Linked DNA regions of Mus musculus: all the other regions are linked to region 1. A link is a contact called in public Hi-C and Micro-C data. All regions are on one chromosome and are shown on one strand. The core of a region is the stretch at or near the end of the contact, and the rest is flanking DNA. Distances in the headings are between cores, read along the strand shown. Region 1 overlaps Pgm5 (phosphoglucomutase 5). Region 2 has its middle 9.3 kb from the start of Pgm5. Region 3 overlaps Pgm5 (phosphoglucomutase 5).

The links. Hi-C and Micro-C count contacts between places; a contact is called where the count stands out from the background.
Region 2: a contact with region 1 is called in a Hi-C map of bone marrow-derived macrophages, with 43 read pairs. A contact is called at or near these places in 3 of 39 promoter capture datasets (the 3T3-L1 cell line, hippocampal neurons and maxillary cranial neural crest), 17 of 484 Hi-C or Micro-C datasets (the AML12 cell line, CD4 T cells, the CH12 cell line and 10 more), 16 of 130 datasets of targeted methods (CD8 T cells, the NIH/3T3 cell line, bone marrow-derived macrophages and 13 more) and 4 of 9 other capture datasets (adipose tissue, liver, macrophages and 1 more).
Region 3: a Micro-C map of muscle stem cells shows a contact between it and region 1, with 2.7 times the contacts expected there. A contact is called at or near these places in 7 of 39 promoter capture datasets (the HPC-7 cell line, cranial neural crest, frontonasal cranial neural crest and 4 more), 3 of 484 Hi-C or Micro-C datasets (embryonic fibroblasts, muscle stem cells and stem cell-derived motor neurons), 8 of 130 datasets of targeted methods (the NIH/3T3 cell line, craniofacial prominence, embryonic basal ganglia and 4 more) and 1 of 9 other capture datasets (embryonic stem cells).

What each region holds. Positions count from the first base shown.
Region 1 is chr19:24,718,092-24,722,795 of GRCm38.p6, forward strand. All of the region lies in intron 9 of Pgm5 (phosphoglucomutase 5), which reads right to left. Among named protein-coding and RNA genes, the nearest start is that of Gm38581, 13 kb to the left of the region's middle.
Region 2 is chr19:24,868,810-24,873,513 of GRCm38.p6, forward strand. No RefSeq gene overlaps it. Among named protein-coding and RNA genes, the nearest start is that of Pgm5, 9.3 kb to the left of the region's middle.
Region 3 is chr19:24,846,502-24,851,205 of GRCm38.p6, forward strand. The region is part of intron 1 of Pgm5 (phosphoglucomutase 5); the gene reads right to left. Among named protein-coding and RNA genes, the nearest start is that of Gm52405, 10 kb to the right of the region's middle.

The DNA.
Region 1 (4,704 bases), core at 1,325-3,824:
ACATTTGTAGTGAGAATTCTGGAATTTTTGTCCCTTAAAATAATAAACACAGAAGTATTATTAGAATATGTTTTTGTTTTAATCCCAGGTGTAGGATACAGGGCTACTCCACAGCAGCTGACTGTGATTTGCCTCGTGCTCTAGCAGAGCTGTGGTTTTGCCAACTGCTGATAGTGTCTGTGGTTGTGGGACATTTGGAATTTTGGATACTTTTCAGAGGAAAATAAAATGCTTGTGCCCCAAGAGGCAGGGTTGGTGGTTGGTTGTGGTTTTTTTTTTTTCTTTTTAGCAGTTGTGGTCAATGAAGAAACAAGAAGAAAGAAATTAGAGTCACAGATCTCATTCTCTGTCTCTCTGTCTCTCTGTCTCTGTCTGTCTGTCTCTCTCCTTGCCTTCTTTCTCTCCCATCTCGTGATAGGGAGTGAACTGGGGGAGGGGGATAAAGGGTAGGGAAAAGAAGAACCCATAAAGTAGCAGTGACAAGCTACAAACATTAGCAAATGAAGATTAGCAAGTGAAGATGTGTGAACAGAGGGGTATACTGTGGGACACACTGTGACACACTACAGCTTCCACAATGAGATGTTTTCTGTGCTTTGTTGTTGTGTGTTGTTTTGAGGGGGAGATTTCAAGGGCAAAGAGCTAATATGAAGGGACAGGGAGATGAGTGAGACTGGGGTACATGAGGGAAACTCAAAAAGAATCATAAAAAGTTGTTTTTTTTTTTTTTTTTTTTTTTTTTAATCAACAGGCCCCTTTGAGTCCAACAGAAAGAATGAAAGAATTGTTTGGAGAAAATTAAACCAAAGGACCCCTTAGATGCTCTCTCAAAGATCGAATCTAGCAAATGCTACTTTAAGTGATGAGATGCTGATTGGATTTTCCTCATTAAATCATAGCCATAAAATGTGGGCAAGGGAAACAGATTGGGTATATTCGCTCATTTCTTGGTTGGAATTATTGCCCATCCCTGTTTACTCTACATCACACTGGTGTTGGGCCTGGGAGACCATGGGCTCAGAAATACCACCCCACACCCCACACCTCACACCCCACACCCCACACCCTAGTCACAGCAGCACTTACTCCCCTAGTTCCTGTGTGAATATGCAACCTTCCCTCTTTTATTAACATGATCATATAGAGACAGTAGAGTTTCATCATGAGGTGCCTCTGATTGAAGACCACTTAGAGGCTCTTTATAGTTTAGAAGACAGCCGTAAACCTATCAGCTTTTGCCAGGAGAGGTTAACTCACTGTAACTGAACTCTCTAGAAGCAGAAGGAGGGCCTCCCACCTAACAAGAAACTATGATACCATTACTCTATTTTTCATAGCAGTAGCTAACAGGTAGGTAATTATAAAGAACGGACTATGTGTTTAGTGCTTAAAGGACAAATAGGAAAATCCCAGGGAAACTGGATACTACTAGGAAATATTTTTCCAATAGTTTTCAAGACATCCTACTAACAGGCATATTTAGCAAAGCAAAGCAGAGAGCCAAGTTGTTTTCGTTTGCCATGACTACAGGGTTGCAGAACTGTTGAAGTAGAAAATTATAATTGTAGGTATCATAATACCACATGAGACTGTCTCTAATCAATCTCGCCAAGAAAGCTAACCAGCCATATAATTATATTCCATTGAGGAAAGACTCAGAGTTTGACGCAATGATTTCACTGGGTCAGCTCCTGCCTACTCTTCTGGGCATGGCTTAAATGTCATCTCCCACTGAAGAGCTTCCTAGATTCCTGCCCTACATTAGTTCTCCGAATATGTATGCCCAACTAAGTTCTCAAAATCATGTTTTCTAAGTTCTACAGTAATTACAAGTTCAACCATAATGGTGGCAATCTGTCAGCTCTCAGTGTCTGGCCACTTTTCCCAGCTGCCCTTCCTTCACAGAACCAAGACTGAAATTTTCCTACTGTTAGGATTGGAAGAGTCTCCTAGCTATGGGAACTGAAAAGACAGGACCAAGGCTACAAACAGACAGGACAACTCAGTGATAGGAGACTGTCTCGGCACTAAAATGTCCCTTGGGATGTTGGTGGTAAAAGGGACACAGCGCCTAGCCCTGGATATGAAATGATGGTAGTGGTACCAAGCCTTATTAAGTTGCTATTTCTAAAGGCAGTAGATCCTTAGTTCACCCAGAAGCCTAAAACAGTCATAGTAAATCCCATGAAGGCTAGAAAGCCATAATCAGGACAAAGGAGTCCCTGAGAATTCAAGTTGGGGTGGAGTGCCTTAGGGCTTCCTTCTTGCCTCCAACTTTTTCAGGGTCTCAGGCAGGACAGATTTCCCTGAACATTTCCAAGGCCATTGAGCAGGCCAGGGATTTATCACCACAACAGGATTTTAGGGTCAATTTGGTTGGCATGTAGAATGACTTTTTTTTTTTCCATTATCTGTTTTCTGACTCTGACCTCAAATTAAGGTCAAAGAGGGAGTCTAAGCTGCCTTAAAGAACCTTTCCCTTCCTGAACCAGAATGTATGTGTTGGTGGGGAGTGGAGGGGGATGATGGAGGAGAGGGTAATGTGAGTTGAATCACTGAGAGATGACTCAGAAACCAGAGGCCCTTTCAGATCTTCACATGACACCCTGGCAAGTATATTTTCTCTTTGCTTTTCTTGTTATATGTGACTCATCAAAGCTCAGCTCTGTTCTTTTTGTTTCATTTGTTACAGTGTTGGGGGTCAAGGTAGTAAGATGTTCACCCTCTGTTACATCCCCAGTGCTCTCAAGGTTGCTTGAGTAAGTTAAGTTAATCACTTACTAGAGTCCTTTTTTGGTGCCAGGAATTTACAGGTAATGTTTGATTTTCCTACTGATTTCACGTGGTAGCCATCTATTATTCCCATTTTCTCAGATGGATATCATAGGGAGAACAAGTAAGATAATTCATAAAGACGGTGGAAGATCACCTCGTTGGATTTAAGGCTCACTCAATATGAGAAAATGGCACCATAAACTTAACCAACTAACTCTGGCTGGTGAGGTCATGGACCTTAGCGGAGAACCTATGACTGCCACATTCCTAAACCAGTATAATTCCCAACTGCATTTAAATACTTAGACTTATACCCACAAGTAAGTGTGGCTTTCATCTTGCATCAAAAACACTTGTCTTTGCAATAGACAGAAACCATTATGGAAATCCACAACCAGCTTACAATGAAGAGAACAACAGATTTTGGCATGCCCATTCCCAACTGATACATTTATAGCACAGTCCCTCCACCTAAGGCTAAGGAAACATCATGAAAAGGGTGTCGTAGGATCAACATGAGTCTTCTGTATGTCACAAGGAGTTGTACCCATGAAATCTTAACAATGTGGTCACCTAGACTAGACCTATATAACGACAATACCAGCCAACATCCCAAAATAGATGGGGAAAATCTTAGAAGGTCCCACTTTTGGATGAAGAGCTACAGTTGGTTGATAGCTACTAAAAGAAGAGTCTGTCTTCTCCAGGGATCAGCCCCTGAGATGGGTTACCCATCTCCAAGTTGCCAGCCCCGAATAATGTGAATATGAGCAAAACTAAATGGACTCACCATGTTTATTATTATACACATACATGCATGTGACAATAAGAAATAAAGAAGAAGAGGTCGTGAGTTTGTGAGGGAGTGGGGAAACATGGGAAGAGTTGCAGAGGGAAGAGAGTAGGGAAATGATGTAAATACAGTCCTCAAGTGTGAAATTCTCACAAAGAAATACTTTTTTTTAAAAAAAAGAGGAGGGCAGAAAGATAGGCAGTTGGTAAGTTCGAGGCCAGCCTAGGATATATACCAAGTTCCAGGCCAAATTAAGCTATAGAGTAAAACTTTATTTGAAAAAATATTGTTTATTGATTTTGGTGAGAATGTAGAGACAAGGGATTCCTTATCCATTGCTGGTAAGGGTAGAAACTGGAACATCCACTATGGAAATTAAAGCTAAAAGCATAACTACAGTTTGGTAATTTTTGGTATCCTAGGTATAAAGGATTATAAGTCATTATACCCCAAAGAAACAGTTACATCTATATTTATTGCTTTACTACACATATCAGGCCAGAAATGAAACCAGCCTAGATGTCCATTAATAGATGAATGGATAAAGAAAATGTGGTATATGTACACATTGAAGTTTCATTCAACTATGAAGAAAAAGGAGATTATTACATCTGTAGGAAAATGGATGGAACTGGAGATCATTATGTTATGTGAAATAAGCCAGATGCAGACAAATTTCCCATGTTTCTTCTCATAGGCGAAGCCTAGATTTAAATTGGGGGGGTGGGTAGAAAGAGATCTAAGAGAGGGGAAGAAGAAGTCTAAGGGAAGGGGGGAACAGGAGAGAATAACTGAATGTATGTGACAGGAACACAGAAGGAAAGACTGGGAAAAGAGAGGGGAGAGCAACGGGGTGAGCGGGGTAGAAGTGGGAGATGAGTAAGAAGAAAATCTGATATATTTGCCTGAAAAATACCACAATGAAACACTTGACCTTGAATGCCATGATAGTTAATTACCAGTTTCATGCAACCTAGGATCATGTAGAAAGAATGAGGGATGTCTAGATTAGCTGTTCTATGGGTATGCCTATGGACGTTATCGTAATTACATACCTTGAGATGGGAAGAGGCACCCGTGTGGATGATGTCATTTTTCTGGGCAGAGGATTCTGCATTGGGTAAGAGCAGAGATGG
Region 2 (4,704 bases), core at 1,327-3,826, 150 kb after region 1:
CTGGAGTTCTTATCAGCAGGAGTGTTGGGTTTTAGAGACACAGAGGCAGGGAGAATGTCTCCTCAGAATGTGTCCTCACTATGGGTGATGCCATTCTAAAGCTAGGAGAGGGGGAGGGAGCCCCGAGCTACTGCAGGAGGATGCAGCACAGAAACCAACTGTCTGCTTGAAGGGGGTTGGGGGGAAATGATGGGATGAGATGGCTGTCCCTGCTGATGGTATGGCCGCTTTATGGGTGTTTATTTGCATACATGTATGCCTGTGCACCACATTCGTGCAGTGCACTAGGAAGCCAGAAAAAGGCATCAGCTCCCTCTAGGACTATCCTTAAAGAGGGTTGTGAACCACAAAGTGGATGCTGGGAACTGAGCTGCAGTTCTCTAGAAGAGCAGCCAGTGCTCTCAGAGCCTCCTTCTCTCCAGAACCAGGGGTGGCATGATTTTGTTCCATAAAGAAAACACAGAGGAAATTCTAGACATTCTACACACACACACACACACACACACACACACACCACACCACCACTGACTAAATAATTCAGTAACATTACAGGTTACTGTAATGGTACTCAACTGTTGGATATGAACATCCCAGAGGCCAGGGGAATCCAGAGGAGTGAAAACTTGTATATAGTTCACACAGGAATTACAAGCCAAACCATACCTATGTCTAAACATGCTGTGTCATTCCCTGGAGCCCATCTGGAGAGCCAACAGGATATTTATACTCAAAGGAGGGGAGAAAAAATGACAGGGTAGAGGGAAAGCCTCCAGGATAGTGAGGCCTTACCTTGGAAAGCACTGATGATTAGCGATATCTGTTCCTGAGCCAAAGGTAAGACTAATGACTTTGATATTATAATCATAATCAGAAAAATCTGTCACCACTGGAGAGGATATATGGCTGGGCTCAGCTCTCTATCTAACAAGAGAAGGTAATATTTTCAACACACGTGAGGATTTTTGTTTATCTTGGCTTATTATTAGGAAGCCCGTGGCCTCTACATCGTGTTGAAGTGCACGATGTACCCAGTCCTACCCCGTGTTTTCTATTATTCTTAAAGGATTTCAGCTGCACGATGTTCAACAACAACAACTTTTCTGCCGAAATCTGGCTTTTCTGAGATGACTATCCAGAGACAGAAGGCACGGATAATCAGACAGGGGCCTTCCTACCAGAGCTGCTTCGGTTTAACTTGAAAAATCTCACATCTGGGACCTAATGGCTAACATCTGAGGCACCAGGTCTTCCCGGAAGCAAGCACTTCATGCTCCCACAGTTCAATGTGCAACCCACAGATTGCTTGCCGAGGAATGGAAGCCTTCAGGGAGAGCGACGTTCCACCAGCCTCTGATTTAGCGTTCTCTGAAACAGCTGCAAATATCTTCCTCTTCTCTGGGGTTAAAAAAAAATGGACTCTAATTGCTGAATCTCCTGATTTAAACGGCTAATTCATCTCACCAAACGTGTGTTGGAAGGAAACTGAGCGCACCAGGCCCCTTCCAGATCATTCCACACAAGAGATATTGCATCTTATTCTGAAAAGATAATGGGTCAAATATGCTCTCAGTAGGTGCCAAATCAGTACAACCCCATTACTAGTGCCATGGGATGCTGGCCGCTGGCACCAGGGGTGGGTGAAGCAAGTTTGTCAGTTACATTGTCCCCTTAGCTTGATCTTCTATGAAAGACAATTAACAACAAGCCCAAAGTTGCCTACTGCTTTGAAATAAACAGTGCAAAAGTAAAAAGCTAACACTTGGGTCAGTTTTGTGTTGTCCTGTTTGAGACTGGGTGTCACTATAGCTTAGGCTATCAATTCTGTTTTAGCTTTCCAAGGGCTACAACAGCCAACACCTGCCACCATGCCGGGCAGGAATCACAATGTCAAGAGTGAAGTCCCCAAGCAGTGAGCTCCTGAGAAATGCTGTACTTCCATTGCCAACCCCACCCAGAGCCAGAGTCCCAAAGTTCAACTGTCCTTTAATACTCTAGAATCAAAAGATGGTTGTTAATAGTAAATAAATAAATAAACGGGGGAGGGGAGCTTTCAAGGGGCTTCCAACTTTAGGAGGAAGTCCATAAGAAGAGAAGATAAATCAACTTTCTGACTGTAAAAGAAAATATGAACAACTGCATGGAACTGTGCAAGCACACACACACACACACACACACACACACACACATTTAAAAAGCAGTCTATGGTTATTGTGCATGGAACAGCCCACAATGACCTCTCCCGATAACTCCCCACAGCAAATTCTCCTTTTTCTGTTTTCCTGCACAGTTTCAGGCTACTTCTTCAAGCTTATTTTATATGGCAACGATCAGTCCACATTCTGTGACTTGCAGATCTCCTCGCATCACCCCACCCCATCCCACTTTACCATCCATCCACTTATGTTTTTAAAGGCTGCCACCGCTGCCCGGCGACTCAGACAGAGCAACGACAGAGCAGGCAGCAGTACGTCATTCAGAAGTCTTTATTTTTATTGCAACAGAGAGATGTCTCGGGCTTGCAATGCAGAAAGAGCACCGGCTGGCTGTACTCCGTGCAAAGAGAGCATCCTGTGAAAGGGAAAGTGGGGTTTTATCAACAACGGGGGTCAATCTCCTCTTCTGAATGTGGTCCCAAGTACTGAGGCACCAGTGGAGAAAATGGTCAAACAGCGCCACCTAAAGGAGGAGCCAAGAAATGCAGCAGACGCGTGTCCGCGAAGATCTGCAGATCTTCCTGTGACAACAGTGACAGGAAGGCTGTATGATTGGTTTGTCATCACTTGAGAGAAACACGGATTCTAGGATATATTAAGGAGGAAATATTAGACCAGGCTCTACTAAACAATGGGGAGAAACCCTGTGTAGAGAAAAGTTTGTTTGTTTGTTTGTTCCATTCAAGGTTCCTGACATCTGAAATGATAGCCTAGGGAATCCTGCCTTATATCTGGAGCAAGAAATGAAGCATTGCTTCTTTGCAATCAAGGCACCCCACAAAACTCAAAACAAGCCCAGACTTTAGGAGCTGCCTTTTTGATTCATAACTAGTTTATTTTCAGAGTCTTCTGATTAAAAGGGACATATTACAAAGAAACTTTGCCCTTAAAGGCACACATGACTACTGCAGAATCTTTCCCACAGGGAGCAGCACTGACCTCTGGCCTCCCCATCTTCTCTTTGTTCTCCCTCTCCCTCTCCCTCTCCCTCTCCCTCTCCCTCTCCCTCTCCCTCTCCCTCTCTCCCCCTCCACCTCCACCTCTACCTCCACCTCCCCCTCCCTCTCCCCTTTAAGGTTAACATAAAACAGATCTCCACCCTCTCTGCAGATGGCAGCCTTGCCCAGGAGCGGTTCCTTTAAGCCACCTGTCCGTCCCAGGCCCTGACTCTAAGCCAGCCAAAGTGGGGAAGATTCAGTCACTATCGCCTTTCAACTCCTGGACCCCACAGTTAACAATAGAAATATTAGTCCTTTGCTATATGAAAGGCAGAAGTTTAAGTCCTTCCTTTAATGGGATCCTTGTTGAAATGCAACTGCGACTGACTCTGGCTTCGATTTGCCTTGGAGGAGCTTTTTTCATAACTCAAATCAAAGAGAAGAACGTGCATTCTTGCTAAATTCCAATACGTTTTATTGTTCATTTTGTGTCATGAATAGTGGTCTTGGGATTCAGAGCCTAGCTACACTGCCAGTGGCCCTACACCCTTCCCACCTGTGTCTACCAGACAGCCTGTGTCTGTCAGCTCTTCAGACATCACTAGTTGTCTAAGGTAACCAACATGACAGAATGCTTATTTTGGTTCACAGGGCTAGAAGTTTTACCCATGTTCTCTTGGCCTTATTGCTTTGGTCTAGTGATAAGCCAGCCTGTCATGGTGGGAGCATGTGGCAGAGAAGGCCTGTCCATGTCATGGTGGAAAACTAAGAAACAGGAAAGGGGAAGGTCCCTGATCCCCTCTAGAACTTACCCTCACTGAGCTAGCCTCCGCCTACCAATTCCTACCCTAAGGTTGGTGCCTATACTCAAGCCTTTAGCCCTAGGGACTACAGGGACGCTTACCCAAACCATAGCACACCCCTTCTCAAATTCAAAATTCACAGATACAATTCATAGGCCACATGAAGCTCAAGAAGAAGGAAGATCAAAGAGTGGATACTTCGGTCCTTCTTAGAAGGGGGATAAAAAATACCCATGGTAGGAGATACTGAGAAAAAGTTTGGAGCAGAAACTGAAGGAAAGGCCATCCAGAGACTGTCCCACCTGGGGATCCATCCCATATCCAGTTACCAAACCCAGACACTATTGTGGATGCCAACAAGTGCTTGCTGACAGGAGCCTGATATAGCTGTCTCCTGAAAGGCTCTGCCGGTGCCTGACAAATACAGAAGTGGATGCTCACAGCCATCCATTGGACGGAGCACAGGGTCCCCAATGTAGGAGCTAGAGAAAGGACCCAAGGAGCTGAAGGGGTTTGCAGCCCCATAGGAGGAACAATATGAACCAACCAGACCCCCAGATCTCTTAGGAACTAAACCACCAACCAAAGAGTACACAAGGAGGGACTCATGGATCCAGCTGCATAAGTAGCAGAGGATGGCCTTGTGGGACATCAATGAGAGGAGAGGCCCTTGGTCCTGTAAAGGATCGATGATGTCCCAGTGTAAGGGAATGCCTGGACAGGGAAGCGGGAATTGGTGGGTTAGTGAGT
Region 3 (4,704 bases), core at 1,225-3,724, 130 kb after region 1:
CAGTTTATAAATCGTAGGTTTCTCAAACATTCTCAGCGCTAGTGCTAGTAATCTCATCTCCATGTTTTCCCGTCCTCCCCTCCCCTTCCTCACTTTACCCCCACCCATTATACCCTTACCCCCTCCATACCATCTCTCCCTTAAAATCTCTCTCCCACTCCTCTACTCTTTTGCCCTTTTACTTTCCCAACTTCTACAAAAACTCAAAGTCAAACCCACAACTCTAAAGACTCGAAGCTACATTTAGGGAGGACACACGGCATGTGTCTTTCTGGGTAATCCTATCTTTTTATGGCACTAAACAATCTTCTCAATATTATTGTAAAGGGTGTATAATCTTCCGTTATTTAAATGGACTATTATTGATGAATATTAAAGTGTTTTGTCTCAAGTTTTTATAAATAAAATAATAATATGTTTGGAGACTGAAGCTATGGCGAGGTGTAACTTAAACTGGATATTATTTGCCAAAAATTAAGAAGCAAATCAGTCCATAGAGTGTGTCCATAACAACAGTGTCCTTTTTAGCCACCAAACCTGCTCACTATGAAGCTGCTGGAGTGAGTGGCAGCCCCACGCCACCCAAATCTTCTCATATCGTCCTGCCTCAGCTCCCCGCTGACCCTGTTCTCTAGTGTGTACCAGGCTGTAGTACTGACTTACCGTTGTCACTGAGCTCAGCTCACAAACCCATCTTTGTGACAATGGCCTGCCTCGATCCATCAGACTCACACACCTCCTATTCCTGCTCTCACTCCATCCCCAGTTCTACTGAATGTTCTAGAAACACGGGTCTCCAGGGAAGAGCTGCGTGTCTATCTTGGTTCTATAATGTCCTCAACCACCTCTGACATTTGGGATTCTGCTCTGTCCTCTGTGATGGTTAGTGTTCCTTGTCAAGTTGATAGACTCTAGAATCACTTAGAGAGAGGCCTCTGGGCTTGCCTGAGAGGGGAGATTGTCTTGTTTACATTAAGGCTCATCATTTTTATTATTTTTTATTGGTTATTTTACTTATTTACATTTCATATGTTATCCCCCTTCCAGGTTTCCCTTCCACAACCCCTTATCCTAACCTCCTCCCGCTGCTTCTATGAGGGTGCTCCCCCACCCACTCCTGCCTCACTGTCCTAGCATTCCCCTACTCTGGGGAATCGAGCCTCCACAGGATCAAGGGCCTCTCCTCCCATTGATGCCAGTTAAGGCCATCCTCTGCTACATATGCCGCTGGAGCCATGGGTCCCTCCATGTGTACTCATTGGTTGGTGGTTTAGTCTCTGGGAGCTCTGGCAGGTCAGGTTGGTGAATATGGTTGTTCTTCCTACGGGGTTGCCATCCCCTTCAGCTCCTTCAGTCCTTCCCCTAACTGGATCAGGCTGTTCCTTCAGCAGAGAATCCAGGTCTGTATAAAGTGGAGAAGAGAGAAGCTGAGGCACGCTGGCATACATTTGATCTGTCTGTTGCCTGGTCTCCAGGAATGCAGTGTGGCCAGCTGTTTCAAGCTCTCACTGCCAGGATTGCCCTGCCGAGATGAGCTCTGTCTTTTGACCTCTGAGATACAATGAACCCTTTCTCCTTTAAGTTGTTCTAGTCATGGCAGCTTATACAATAACAGAAAAAGAAATGAAGACTCCTCTGCAACATATTCAAGGAAAAAATACAGCTTTGTGGGGGTAGGGAGAGTGGGCCCTAGGCACACATGTATATCCACACCCATTTTATAGGTAGATTTTATGTAAAGTATTTCACATAAGATTTTTAAAATCTCTTTAAAGTTGTAAATTTTCTCTGAGTGCTTATTACAGTCCATTAAAATTCATGAATGTGTGTTTTTTTAAATGAATCTCCTCAGACCAGTTTCTGTCCAATTGGGAAATAGTAACTGCCCATTTCCTAAGGGGCCCCACCCTTCATCCTATGTTCCACTGAACTGGTGAACTAAAGACCTCTGCAATCAGATTTACAACTCAGCAAGATTAAACAGTTTACTGTTATTTACGACAGCCGTTCTAGACCTTCCGTGTCTGCATCTGTCACTGTTCATTTGAGAGCTCCCTCCCAAAGAACAGCGTGCCTCCTCACCAAACACTGAGCAGAGCTTCAGGCACAAGCCCCTCACAAATATTTTAACCAAGTGCTTGAAAGCGAGGTGAGCCCCCACAGCTGTGCAGTTTCAGACTCCTCGGCTGATTAGCTAGATTAGCGTGGAGTCTCCAGTCTCTGCTGGGCCTGTTTCTCTCAATAATCTCTCACATGGCCCAGTCCATTAGGTCAAAAAAAAAAATCTTCAATAAATGATCAGATTAAGGTCTGGCTTCAGGAAAGGGCAGTGGGGTCAGGCCTGGATTGATGTCTTCACAAAGGCTGAGTGGGCAAGAAGGTTAAATGTGGAAAAGCATGGTGTGGACCCAGCTTGCTCCCTTCAGGAGACACAACACATAGACTGGATCAGGAAAGTCCTTTGGGTTGAGTCAGTCTTTGGGGGAACAACTGCGGGCACTCAAGGATCATTGAGAGGAGTGCATGTGTGTGTGGGCACAGCTGGCCAGGGAGGGATGGTATCTGCGGCAGTTGCCACCCAGCTTGCCAGCAGCCTGGAGAAACACCAAAAGTCAAGAGGAAGCCATAGGAAGAAACTGTAGTCAGCAGATCAACTCAGGAGCCTCTGGTCAGAAAAACCACAGTTAAAAAAATTACACTCTGCCTCCTTTTCATCAAAGCAAAATATTTTTGCTTGTGTTAGATGAGTATTCAAAAAATAATAATCCTTAACAATCCATTACATTAAGCCACCAAGCACCTTAGAAACTATGGAGGCGAGTAGCCCAGGAGTGTGTTCATCTAAGAGTCAGTGCTGTAGATGTTTAAGTCCACTTGTGAAAGCCTGTGTTCACCAATGCTCACTGCGGCACTTTGCTAAGAGAACACTAGAAAACAATCTCTGCATTCCATAACGTAACAGAGAAGTGGCGAATGACTTATGACATGGTGATACAATGATTCTATTAAAATCTGAAAACAGAGGAAGTGGGATGATATTTGGTACCTGAAATGTGTGCATGGCAGCTTGCTAACTGGAGAAACATTCACAGGCGAAGCAGGATCCCATTGTTTTGTATAGAAGATCAGCAAGTACGGTTGGACTCTAAACACTTACAGTGGGCATATCTGTGTGTGCTGTGGTAGGGCAAGGAGAAGGGCCGCTTTGCATTCTATGTTACACACTTTCTAGTTAAAGCAGTCATATATTATACCATATAGCTATATTCATTATTAAAGATATTACTAACCAAGTACAGGAGAAATAGGCTAAAGGATCATATGAGCTTACAGGGCCAGCCTGGGCAACACAAACTACCCTCTATCTCAGTCACCAAAAAATTAACCATCCAACCAACCAAACACACAACAAAACTAACACGCCAACAGCAGCACACAGCCTTTCATGAAACACGGTAAAAACAGGAAAAGGCCTGGATTTTATCTGCAATGCTGTAGCTTGTCACCTGAATGACCAGGGGAAGTCACACAGCCTCAGGGTTGGTTCATAAAAATGGAGAGCAGAGACTGTTATTTGTTTTAAAGACTTTATTAGTTAAGATATTTACTGTCCAGCTAACTTAATAGTTGTGTCTGTTAGTGCTCCCTAACAATATGTAATAAACATGATGACTTCCCCCAGCTGTGCCAACTCTTGAGCATTTTCAATGCTCTTAACATAGCTATTCTCTTTATTTAGATTGATCTGGTTACAGTAAGGTTAATTGCCTTCTTTGTGCACTTGTTGGTGACAATTTTTGTATTAAATTGTTTGAATTTTCTTCTTGATTTGGGAGAGTACTTCTATATTGGAGACATGAACCATTAGTTTGAAAATTTTCCTCTCGGTACATTTTGAGATCCTTTACTGAATAAACTAAACTTTGTACCTCTGCTTTCAGATTTTTTTTCCCTTTTCCTTTTCCCTTTGGAAACCCTAAATATAGCTCTAGATAGCACTAGCTAGAAAATCAGGACTCTTGCTGGAGGAGAACAATAAGAAAAGCAATAACAATATTATGTTTGCACAAAACGCTTCTTAGGAAAGACTTGGAAAGGGAAAAGTCAAAACCTCCGAGACTCCAGGCCAAGGGAAAGATCCTCTTTGATGGTTGAGTGTTCCTGAATTATTTTCTCTTTATACAAATATAGATATTGCTCCAAAAGGTGACATCACTAGAAACCCTAAGAGGTACATGATATTTAAAGACCCAGAAAATATGAGCTTTAACTTTTAAAAGTGTTGTGCATATTACAGAGATGCATTTACTCATAAACAGCAGAGTAAACATCAGATGAAATGATTTAAAAGGCCCCTTTGGGATGTAAGCCCAGCAGTGTAAGCCCACTGGCCAGGCTTGAGCGATAAAGATCTACCCATAAGGCTATTGGCTGATGCTGACACTGAAGCCCTGGCTCTCTACGTTCATTTTTATATCCCTGGGATAGCCAGATCCATTTTTTCCTGCATATTATGCCCAAGTAATCTCATTAAAATCCTCTTTCATACTTCATATTGCTGTGCTCTATCAATGGGCAGGGCCCTAAAATCAGAGTTAATGTTGATGATTCAATACCTGTGTTTGAGTTGCTCCAAAAGTTGACCCCAAGGCCTAATCTTCAGGTCTGTAAAGAAATTAGCAAACTTGCAGGGTTCACAAAGGA